2 separate regions of the Mus musculus genome follow, and region 1 is linked to region 2. A link is a contact called in public HiChIP or PLAC-seq data. All regions are on one chromosome and are shown on one strand. The core of a region is the stretch at or near the end of the contact, and the rest is flanking DNA. Distances in the headings are between cores, read along the strand shown. Region 1 holds the start of Spata18 (spermatogenesis associated 18). Region 2 overlaps Cwh43 (cell wall biogenesis 43 C-terminal homolog).

Region 1 (4,945 bases), core at 1,085-3,584, 210 kb after region 2:
ATAATGGATTTTTCTGAAGTCAGATGGACCTTGACTGTCTGAAGATGGGTCTCTTCTCCTTGGATTCCTCGTTGCTGAGGTGTTACTGACAGGTCACCCACTTGTTCTCATTGCCAATGTGTCTTCTTCTGGCTGCTGTTGTTTTCTAAGATTTGATATTATACGTGTATGAATGTTTTCCCTGCAGATATGTATATGTACCACCTGCATGCCTGGTGCTGGTGGAGGTCAGAAGAGGCTGTTAGACCCCCTAGGACTGGAGTTACAGTTATGAGCCACCAAACATGTGTAGGGAACCAAACTCAGGTCCTCTGCAAGAACAGCCAATGCTCTTAACCTCTGAGCCATCCCTCCGACCCAGCATGACTGCCCTCCGAAAAACCCAACAAGCGGCTGAAAGAGTCAGAGGCAGATATTTGCACCCAACCAATCAATGGACAGAAGCTGCTGACCCCTGTGGTTGAATTAAGGAAAAGCTGGAAGAAGCTGAGGAGGAGGGTGACCCTGTAGGAGGACCAGCAGTCTCAACTAACCTGGACCCCCAAGATCTCTCAGACACTGGACCACCAAACAGCATATGCTAGCTGATATGAGGCCCCCAACACATATACAGCAGAGGACTGCTGGGTCCCGGTTTAGTCAGAGAAGATGCACCTAACCTTCGAGAGACTGGAGGCACCAGGGAGTTTAGAGGTCTGGTGGGGTTGGGGAGGGAGAGGGTAGGGACATCTTCGTGGAGACAGGGGTGGGGCTGGGGAGGAAGTGTGGGGTGTGGAACAGTCAAAGGGTGGACCGGGAGGGGTATAAAATACGGAGCATAAATAAATAAATAAATAAATAAATAAATAAATGATTTTTTAAAATGAGAACCAATTCACAGAATTAACCACAAGGGTAGTGTTCGTCATGTCTAATGATGTTTTGAAGTTTTTTCCCTTCTGATGCATTTGGAGGGTGCTGTGTGCTTGCAATGTCTCTAATTCTCACAGCAGTCTTATTTTAACGGGAATTATACCAGTTCACTATGACACCCATTTGATATTCAGGATTTTATCTTGCATTATTCTGCTTTTACCATAATTTTCTCCCTTCCCTTCCTCCTTCCCCCCTCCCCTCTCCCCTCTCCTTTCCTCCTCTCCTCTCTCCTTTCTCTCCTCCCTCCCTCTCCTCTCCTTCCCCTCCCTCCCCTTTCCTTCCTTCACTTCCCCTCTCCTCCCTCTCCCCTCCCCTCTCCTCTTTCTTCCTCTCCTTCCCCTCCCCTCCTCTTTCTTCCGCTCCCCTCCCCTTCCCCCTTTCTCTGTACTTGTGTGGAGGCCAGATATTGTTTTAATCTCTTCACCTTATTTTCTTGATACAGGATCTCTGCCTGAACAGAGAGCTCAGGAATCATCTAGACCAATTGGCCATCAGTCCCAGGGAATCTCCTGTGTCAGTGCCCGGATTTAAAACAAACAAACAAACAAGAAACCCAAACAAAACAACCCCCAAAACCTCCCCATGTCTCCTGTGGATCCACTCAGGACCTCGAGCTTGCATGACAACCACTTCTCGGACTGGTAAATCCTAGCAACTCCGTTTTAAAAAGCAATTTCGTGCAAATGGAACAGAGGCTAGATTTCCTCTGAACAGCAATACAGGTCCCTGACACAGCGAACAGTAAGACACGAGTGTCATGGCACCCGCCCACCCCCACTTCCCACACAACACAGGCTTGCACCTGATCGTGCTGAGGAAGACCTGGAAGTCAGGGCGAGGATCCCGCCCGGTAGTGTGTGTCTTTCTGTACAGTACAAACCAACGGACAGACCCACGGAGGAGGAGGAGGGCACAAAGCCCAAAATGAAAGTAGTAAAAAACGGACATTGGAGTCCCAATTTCACAAATGGAGAATTAAAGGCACTATGGGTGGAGGAATAAAGAAAGGGCCAAGGAAGTGGTTGCCAAAAAGTCTACTCAAAATTTTCATGAAGTTAACTTGCTTTCCTACGTACGCACTGCCACCCAGTACGGGGTGCAGCCCCGGGTTAGGTGCCCTGCGGTTCCCAGCGCAGGGTCCCACAGCAGCCCCCCACCCCAGGGTCTGGGTGTCCTCCAGAGGGTAGCACAAGTCGGAGTTTCGACGCTTCTGTGCCTTCGCCTCGGGCCCGTTACGCCACGGCGCTGGGTGGGAGGAGGTCGCGGTAGGGGTGGGTCCCCAAGGTCCCCAGGCTGGGAGCGAGGAGTGGGGGGCGGGGCGTTGCTCCGACGCTAGCCCCGGGTCCCTGGCAGCCGGCCGCCACGTCAAGGTTTGTTTAATAATCGCCGGGGTATTTATGGCCTGGTCGGCAGGCGGCTGCGGGGGAGCCAGAACAGCGCGCCGGGCAGGGGGGACCTGCCCGGTCCGACCCGAGGGGGAGGATGGACACTCCAGCCGCGTTCTGAGCCTGTGTGGAAGATAACATCCTTAAGCTACATCACCCCGTCGTTCAGCCTAAGCCACCCACTCCCTCGTCCCCTCTACTACTAGATCTCCCGGAGTCGGAAGCGCGAAAAAGCGCGCGATGGCAGAAAGCCTGAAGAAGCTGGCCAAAAGCGAATCTTTACAAGCACTGCAGGATAAAGTCACCTACTGGGTGAACGACTACAACGTGAGTCAGGGTGGGAGATCCTAGGGCTCACAACCCCACCGCTCTTGGGACCCTAACGGGGATCTCAGACTCCTACCCAGGTCAAAGAAGAAAGCCCCACCTTTATCGGTGGTGGGGTGACTCCAGCCGTAGCGCTAACCAGTATTCGGTAACCTTGGACACCCGCGGCCCTAGCAACAGAAGGGTAGCTTAGAGCTGCCAGCCACTCCCATTCTCAGGACCTTCCCCCCTCCTTCCCTTTTTAGGGATTCCCGGAGTGAACTTTCCCTACACCTGGGTGCTATTAAGGAAAAGGGGCACTTGTAAAGGTTGCACTTTTTGTTTGCCCGCTGGTCAGCATGGCTATTAGGGTAGCAGGGCAACTTCCAGGAGGTGCTGGCAAGGCTTTTGTAAGAAATTACTGTGTCACCAGCACACTGTCACACTCAGAAGCACACTCCAAACTTCATGAATGCCACTTCAGCGGTGTTTCAACAGCTGCATGTTGAACTTGGCTCTCTTCGATGGAAGTGTCTTCAAGAGGAGGCTCTGAGTTTTACCCAGGCGGGGAGCAGTCAGGAAAGTGACGGTTAGGTTCTCCATCTCTATGTGGCTACAACTAGCCAAATAACGTTTCCTAGCCACACTGGGTCTCAGCATCTTATCTGTTCCATTGTTGGGATTGGATTAAACAATATGTAAACTTACTTTCTAGATCTCATTTTTAAATAATGTAGATCATCTTGTTTCTGAATTTACATCTGAACGTATCCCATATCTTGTTAAGTGTAGTTTCGATTTGGATCCGTTGCTAAGCACAGTCCTGTAATCCCCCAAAGAGGTTTTTATTAGTACTAGGGAATCTTGACTTAAACCTTAAGATCTGTATTCCCTACAGCAAACTCTAGTTGTTAATAATGTTAGTTGTAGAAGACTATATTTATTAAAAAGCTGTAAACTGTGTTGGTTTGGAAGGTTAATTTTGCAGTGTATACTCCTATTGGCTTAGCTAGAATTAACTTTAAAAAAAAAAAAAGTCACGTATAATCCTTTAGAATCATGAACACAGTTAAAGCCATTCCCCAGTAGGAAACTTTAAAAGAAAGTGTGTAAATGGCTCAGATTAACTCTAAACACAATGCACACTTTCAAGTTTTCCCAACTAAGGATGATTCGGGCTAATACCTGAGTTAGCTTTGCTGCATGAAGTTCCTTCTCTGGCCCTCTTCATCTCAGCCTTGATTTGAGGAGCCCCACTGCTGCACTCACCACTGTGCTCTGAGACAGGCTTCTTTTCTTTTCAGAGCATATGGTGTGCCTTCTGTACTAGATGTGGGGATTATTAGCACTGGAAGCTATATTTTTAATTAAAAACATTTATTTTATGTGCATGGGTGTTTTGCCTGTGTATCTATCACCTGTGCAGTGCTTGCAGAGATCAGAAGAGGACACCAGGTCCCTTGAAACTAGAGTTAGAGATGGCTGTGAGCTGTCCTGTAAGTGCTGAGAACCGAACCAGGGTCTTCACTAGAGCAGCCAGTGAAGCCATCTGTCCATCCCTAATGGAGCTGAATCTTAATGATGAGCCTCAATCTGCAGAAGAAAAGGAAGGGTAGAGGAAGCCTCATGTGCAAGATTTAGGATTGGTGGGGGCTGGGAGGATCGACACCTGATGAAGCTGAGAAGGTGGGGGGTTGGGGGCAGATACCAGAGAGCTTTGAGGGGTGTGTTTGGGAGTTCAGCCTTTGTTTGAGGGCCAGAAAGGGACTCTGAGAGCATAATGCAGAAAGAAAACCACTTAGGATTAGGTGTATACAGGCCGTTCTAGTTGTCTTATGATGGGGAAATGGGAATCTCTAGAAAAAGGGTTTGGAGCTAGGTGATACTTGAGGCAACAGAATGTACGAATGAATCAGCCTGACATATTAAGCAGACAAGATGAAAGACATCAAGAATGACCCTTAAGGTTCATGTGAGAGCATGTAGTTTAACCACCTGAAATTTATGGTACATCTGTATATTTTATTGGCCACTTCTGCAAAAGGCATGAATCACCTTATGTGCAGACCTGAATTCTAATGACAATTACTGCTTGAAGATGTCATGTGAAATTCACCTTACATTAGAGTACCTTCAGTAGGTCAGCCCTGGCCTGAATCCCTCCTCCTTCTGAGATACTTCCATTTTCCCTCAAAGTCCTGTGGACTAAGGAGTTAACCTGAATTATTTCTGCCAAGACTTGACTCTGAAGAAGTGTGTTCTATAATTATAGTAGCAAATGGTAAATATGCTATCCTTGATAGCAGATCCTCAAGATAGGATAGATGACAAGTTGTTTT
Region 2 (5,178 bases), core at 2,345-4,844:
GTGTGTATATGCATGTGTGCGTGCATGTAGGAGTGTGTGTACATGTGTATGTGTGTGCGCAGTTGGAGGTCAGAGTTTGACATCATGCGACCTCCATTATTTTTTACATTATTTCAAGACAGGGTCTCTCACTGAACGAGGAGCTCATGGAACAGACCCTGGGATCTGCTTGCATCTGCTTTCCCAGGGCTAGAATGACAAGTGTGTACTAACTGTGCCCACATCCTTATGTGTGTGCTGGGGATCTGAACCCAGGTTTGTGTGGCAAGCCCCCTTTCCAGCTGAGCAGCCCTCCCAGGACCCTGATGACTTGATGTAGCCTGTGCTTAGTCAGCACAAAAGGCGCTACATCACCCACTGCTTCAAAACAGCAGGACACACCCATCAGCTTGCTCGCTAACCTGTGCTGTGGACAGGGCTCAGTGGGGACAGCTCAGTTGTGCTCCATACGGGGCCTGTGAGCTGTTTCTTGGGTACTACAGGATTTCCAGTGCGGAAGATTCACAAGCGATGCTTTTGACTCGGGACCATCACTCCTCCTCCTGGGCTAGTTGGCTTTTTCCCTTACAGTGACTAGGTTCTGGAGTGAATAAACAAGGGGGAGAGCCTGCACTGTCCTCTAGGACTTGCCTTTCTAAAGTGGCACAGTGTCACCTCTGCTTTAATCATAACTCTTGTCACATCCACCTGAAGCATTATCAACCTCACTCTTTGTTGCAGGGAATGTCAAAGACATCTAGGATGGGTACCACAGGCTGGTGAGATGTTATTGTACTTAGAAAATGGAATCTGCCACACTGTGAAAGTTAGTTATAAGGCTGTGAGTAAAAGCTGAAATGGAGTATCAGAAAGAGAGGCGTCCAGTCACACAGGGCCTTTCCAAAGATCGAGGTCACACAGGGTCTTACAATTGACCTGGGAGTAGCATTTCCCTGTCCAGGTCTAAAACACTTCAATTCTTCAGGGTACCTTGTTGTAATCAAGCTCTGGGGAAATAATACACAAACCAAGAGACTGATCCCATGCACCAGAATACGACGCATATTAACTTATAGTGAGAACACAGTTGCCGTCTTTGATTAGGTTCAGAAGCTAGAGCTCTGTCCTTAGAACATAGCATTGGGAAGTTGACAGAGAGTGTGGTGTAATGAGGGGCTGGCAGGGGACAGAAAGTCAGATGGCAGCGGTAAGAAAGATAGAGTCGCATGGTTCTCTGTATCGAAGCCTTGGTGGAGAATCAGCCCTGATGTGACACTCACTCTGTGTTGTCTGGAACTGTTATTTCTCTAATGTGGCTCCACTCAATCAGCCCTCCACCACCATGGCCTCTGTTACTGTCCCCCTCTCCCCACATCCCACAACATAGCCTCCACTCTCCTGGTCTCCAGTTCTACGGTCCGATCATGTAAAACAGCATCCATGTTCTATTGGGGAAGATAGAGAAAGAGCTAAAGAAGAGGCCCAGGGTGAGTGCAGATTACCTCTGCACGCACACTCCAGGAAGGAGGATTCTTGTGCTTTTCATTTCTTTGGCTGGAGCTCAGCCGTATAGTCATGCTTCACTGTATAGAAGACTGCAGAAGTAGGACAATCCATCCTGATGGCTATACACAGAAGGAGCTGGATCTTTGGGAAAAGGGAAACGTCGGGGAGATGAGTTGGCCTCTGTATTCATGGACCAGGCCGAAGAACAGCCAATGTGTTCCTCAGTTTGGGTGGGATGGTGATGTTTATGACAGAGAAGACAGGAAAGAAAAACAGCATTGCAAAGAAGAGGAACTCAGATGAGTTTAAGGCATGTGTGTGGCCTAGTGGAGAGATATCCGGAGGGCAAGAGGATATAGAGATCTAGAATCCAGGAGCTTAATCAGGGTTAGAGACAGGGCATCAAGAATCCAGGCAGTCCTTTAAGCCACTGGGCAACCTTCCTTGAGTCCTTTAAGAAGTGCCAGGGGACACTGCACTCTGTTGCTCTGGGTTGTGTTATCACAGGGTACCTGGTTCTGGGTAGTCTATGAAAAAGACATTTGCCTGCCTTATTGTTTTAGAGGCTGGCATTATAAGATTAGGCAGCCCTAATCTAGTCAGGTCATCCCATTGCATCAGATGAAAGGTACTGAAAATGGCCCCAGGAAGAGAGAGGCAAGTGCAGAGGACAGCTTCATTTTCTGACAGCTGGTTCAGGCTAGCTCGATGTAACTGGCTCTGTGAGACCAGCACGAATCCCCTCTGAAGGAGCCGCTCCCTTGACTTAGCCAGTTTTGACAAGGCCCTGACCTACAGAATTTCCACGCCAAGCTTCCAACCTGTGAAGCCCTGGGGATGTGTTCAAATCACATTCAACTGATAGCTATTATGGGATGGAGAGGTGGGGGAGGGGGGGAAGAGAATGCACCCATTCTCAGGAAAGAGCCAGGAGAGTGAAAGAGAAGTCTAGGGCTTGGGATCACGGGCTTGTCAGTTCTCTGTGTGAGGAGCAGCCTCAGTCTCCAACCTGGCTTTTCGTTTGGCCCTCTGTTGGTTTCCTGTGTAATGGTTAAAAGCTGTTTTGATTGGTAATGGTCTCTAACATTGCTTTTCTACCAGGAAGTTCATTGACATACAGAGGAATTTTAATCTTATATGCTTGGATGAACAGATTTTTCTCCTTAAGAAATGAGTAATTAAATTCTCTAGTCTTAAATTTTTACAACATCGTATAAAATTCTAATGGAGTAAAACAACAGTTAAACAGATGTATAGCTGATTAGCCGTAGTATCTATAGCTGAATGACTAAATTATTATCTCTTTCCCAAGGCAAGCCGAACACTTCTTTTATTTATTTGCTTTTATAGTTATTAAACATTTAAACTTAATTTATATGATTTATTTACACTTCTTTTTGTATACAAATGGAGTAAACAACATAAATAATAACTAAGATTAACATCTAGGTACACACCATGAGGCAAATAAAAATCATAAATAGTGTGGCACATTTGTAGTAATATAAACCGTATTTTAAGTTAAATTTTAATAGTTAAAATTTAGAGGTGACAAAATGTCAAATATAAATATATTATTTATAGGCTATTTAAAAAGAAGGAAGGAGAGATTTCTTCTTTCACCTGCAAATCTCCATATTTATAGTTTTTTTTCCAGTACATTATAGAAAAATAAAATCCTTTCTCCTTCAGTGATGAAAAATGAGTCTGGTTTCAAGCCTTCAACATCAAAAGACTCTTGATTGCTCCTGAATGTGTTTCTGTCCATGATCTGATTTAGTAAACACAGAGCAAGCACCTACAAAACACCAGGCTTCAAGTGAAAGTACCAGGCAGCAGAAGATCTATTGCTGGGATTCCCTTTGCACAGAGAGGCAAGGGAGAGCAAAGGAAGAAGCCAGGCCATTTCTCATCCTTTCTCTGTGCTTTTTTAAACAAGCCACTGAAGCCCTGGGGTGCAGCTGGGGTACAGAGTCTGGGTAGGGGGACTGGGGACTGGTGTCAAGGCTCTCAGAGCTGACAGGTTTGGAGAGCTGCAGGAGGCAAGACCACAGTGCAGCTGCAGACTTACCATCATTCTGTGTTCCCAGCATCCAGTGCTGAGATGGAGAGGGGCGTAGGAACCACTCAGATAGCATCTCTAGCGTGAATGAGTTACTCAGGCATGGAGGATCCATAGGAGGGCGGTGAGGAGATAATCTCCACTCTACTTCACCTTTTTTTCTTTCTTTTCTTCTCTTTTTTGTCTTTTTTTGAACAATTCAAATTAGAGCATTGTTTTCTGTCTTTTAAGCATTCTCCTTTCTGCTCTTGCATAGGATATTGACAGCTCAGATGGAGACAGATGGTGTGAGTACATCATGTACCGGGGTCTGATCAGGTGAGCACTGGCGTTAAAAATTAAAAAAAAAAAGTCTGTGAATTCTAGACGGCAAAGCATCACGGAGGCAATTCATTTTTGCTGTTCTTTATAAAAGTTAATTTTGTTGGTTACAAGATTTAACAGTTTTGGCATTTAATAGTGTAAGAAGATAGAAGTAGCTAAGCAAAGTTAGAGGTATCATAAGGGCCTTATAAGCTATTAAACACAAAGGTGTATAACTAAGGCACAGTAAGAAAGGTACCATTGGGAGATGGCCCTTCCGGATACAGGGAAGAGGCTCTAACACAAGAGCGTTCTGGGTGATGCTAGGGAAGTGGCAGTGTGTGCAGGGGTTGGAAGGCGGATGGGGTAGCAGGTGAACACTGGGGAGGGGAGTGGATCTTGTAAGGTTCTATGGACTCTTCTTAAGGATATGGCTCTTTGAATATAAGACTCTTAAATAAATAGTGTGTATTTCACTTGAAGCCTGGTGTTTTGTAGGTGCTTGGTCTGTGTTTACTAAATCAGATCATGGACAGAAACACATTCAGGAACAATCAAGAGTCTTTTGATGTTGAAGGCTTGAAACCAGACTCATTTTTCATCACTGAAGGAGAAAGGATTTTATTTTTCTATAATGTACTGGAAAAAAAACTATAAATATGGAGATTTGCGGGTGAAAGAAGAAATCTCTCCTTCCTTCTTTTTAAATAGCCTATAAATAATATATTTATATTTGACATTTTGTCACCTCTAAATTTTAACTATTAAAATTTAACTTAAAATACAGCTTATATTACTACAAATGTGCCACACTATTTATGTAAGAGTCTTACACACTCTTCTCTTAGAATATAAGCATATGGAGACCTCATTGGCCCTTGGATGGCTCACCTGGTTCGCTCATGTACTTACTGAAGGAAGTCCAGGAGATCACTTATAAAGGTCATTCTGGTTACAGCACCAGTTCAAAGACCCTAGGAGGCCAGCCTTGGCTCTCAGATAGCTGCCGGAGAGCTAGCCTAACTAGTGGCTCATTGTTTCCAAAGAGCGATGGTGGAAGAGCATGCTACTTCATAAATCATTTCATATCTATGATCGAGAACACTGTTTCTATTTCATTCTGCATTCAAGTATTTGTTAGTCACAGGATATCAGAATTCTAGAGAACAAGCTTTGGTGGTAGATTGAAATAGGTATAGCAGTGCCAAGTTGCACAAAATGACTAGCCATCAAGACTCAGCATTATTTATGATAGCTGGTACTTCTCTGTGGGTATGTGTGCCTGCAGGCACGCTTGCATGCCTGTGTGCATGCGTTACGGCTTATCC

The links. HiChIP or PLAC-seq counts read pairs in DNA pulled down with a chosen protein or histone mark.
Region 1: an H3K4me3 HiChIP or PLAC-seq map of embryonic forebrain shows a contact between it and region 2, with 4 times the contacts expected there. The contact joins the promoter of Spata18 here to the enhancer-like site in region 2. A contact is called at or near these places in 16 of 39 promoter capture datasets (the 3T3-L1 cell line, 3T3-L1-derived adipocytes, the HPC-7 cell line and 9 more), 1 of 15 datasets of contacts at CTCF or cohesin (the NIH/3T3 cell line), 24 of 484 Hi-C or Micro-C datasets (the BV-2 cell line, the CH12 cell line, the MC38 cell line and 20 more), 28 of 115 datasets of contacts at active chromatin or transcription factors (the 230-238 cell line, the NIH/3T3 cell line, astrocytes and 17 more) and 5 of 9 other capture datasets (adipose tissue, embryonic stem cells, liver and 2 more).

The regions. Positions count from the first base shown.
Region 1 is chr5:73,649,046-73,653,990 of GRCm38.p6, forward strand. It overlaps Spata18 (spermatogenesis associated 18), which reads left to right and starts at 2,335. Exons shown (of 13, transcript NM_178387.3): 1 at 2,335-2,627. The coding sequence starts at 2,541. It overlaps Gm34902 (a long non-coding RNA gene), which reads right to left and starts at 2,809. Exons shown (of 2, transcript XR_377025.3): 1 at 2,728-2,809; 2 at 1,935-2,423.
Region 2 is chr5:73,434,632-73,439,809 of GRCm38.p6, forward strand. It overlaps Cwh43 (cell wall biogenesis 43 C-terminal homolog), which reads left to right. Exons shown (of 16, transcript NM_181323.2): 14 at 3,804-3,865. Among named protein-coding and RNA genes, the nearest start is that of Cwh43, 31 kb to the left of the region's middle. Within about 2 kb of position 3,595, at least 1 of the 459 cell types and tissues checked has an H3K27ac peak or open chromatin away from gene starts, as enhancers often do.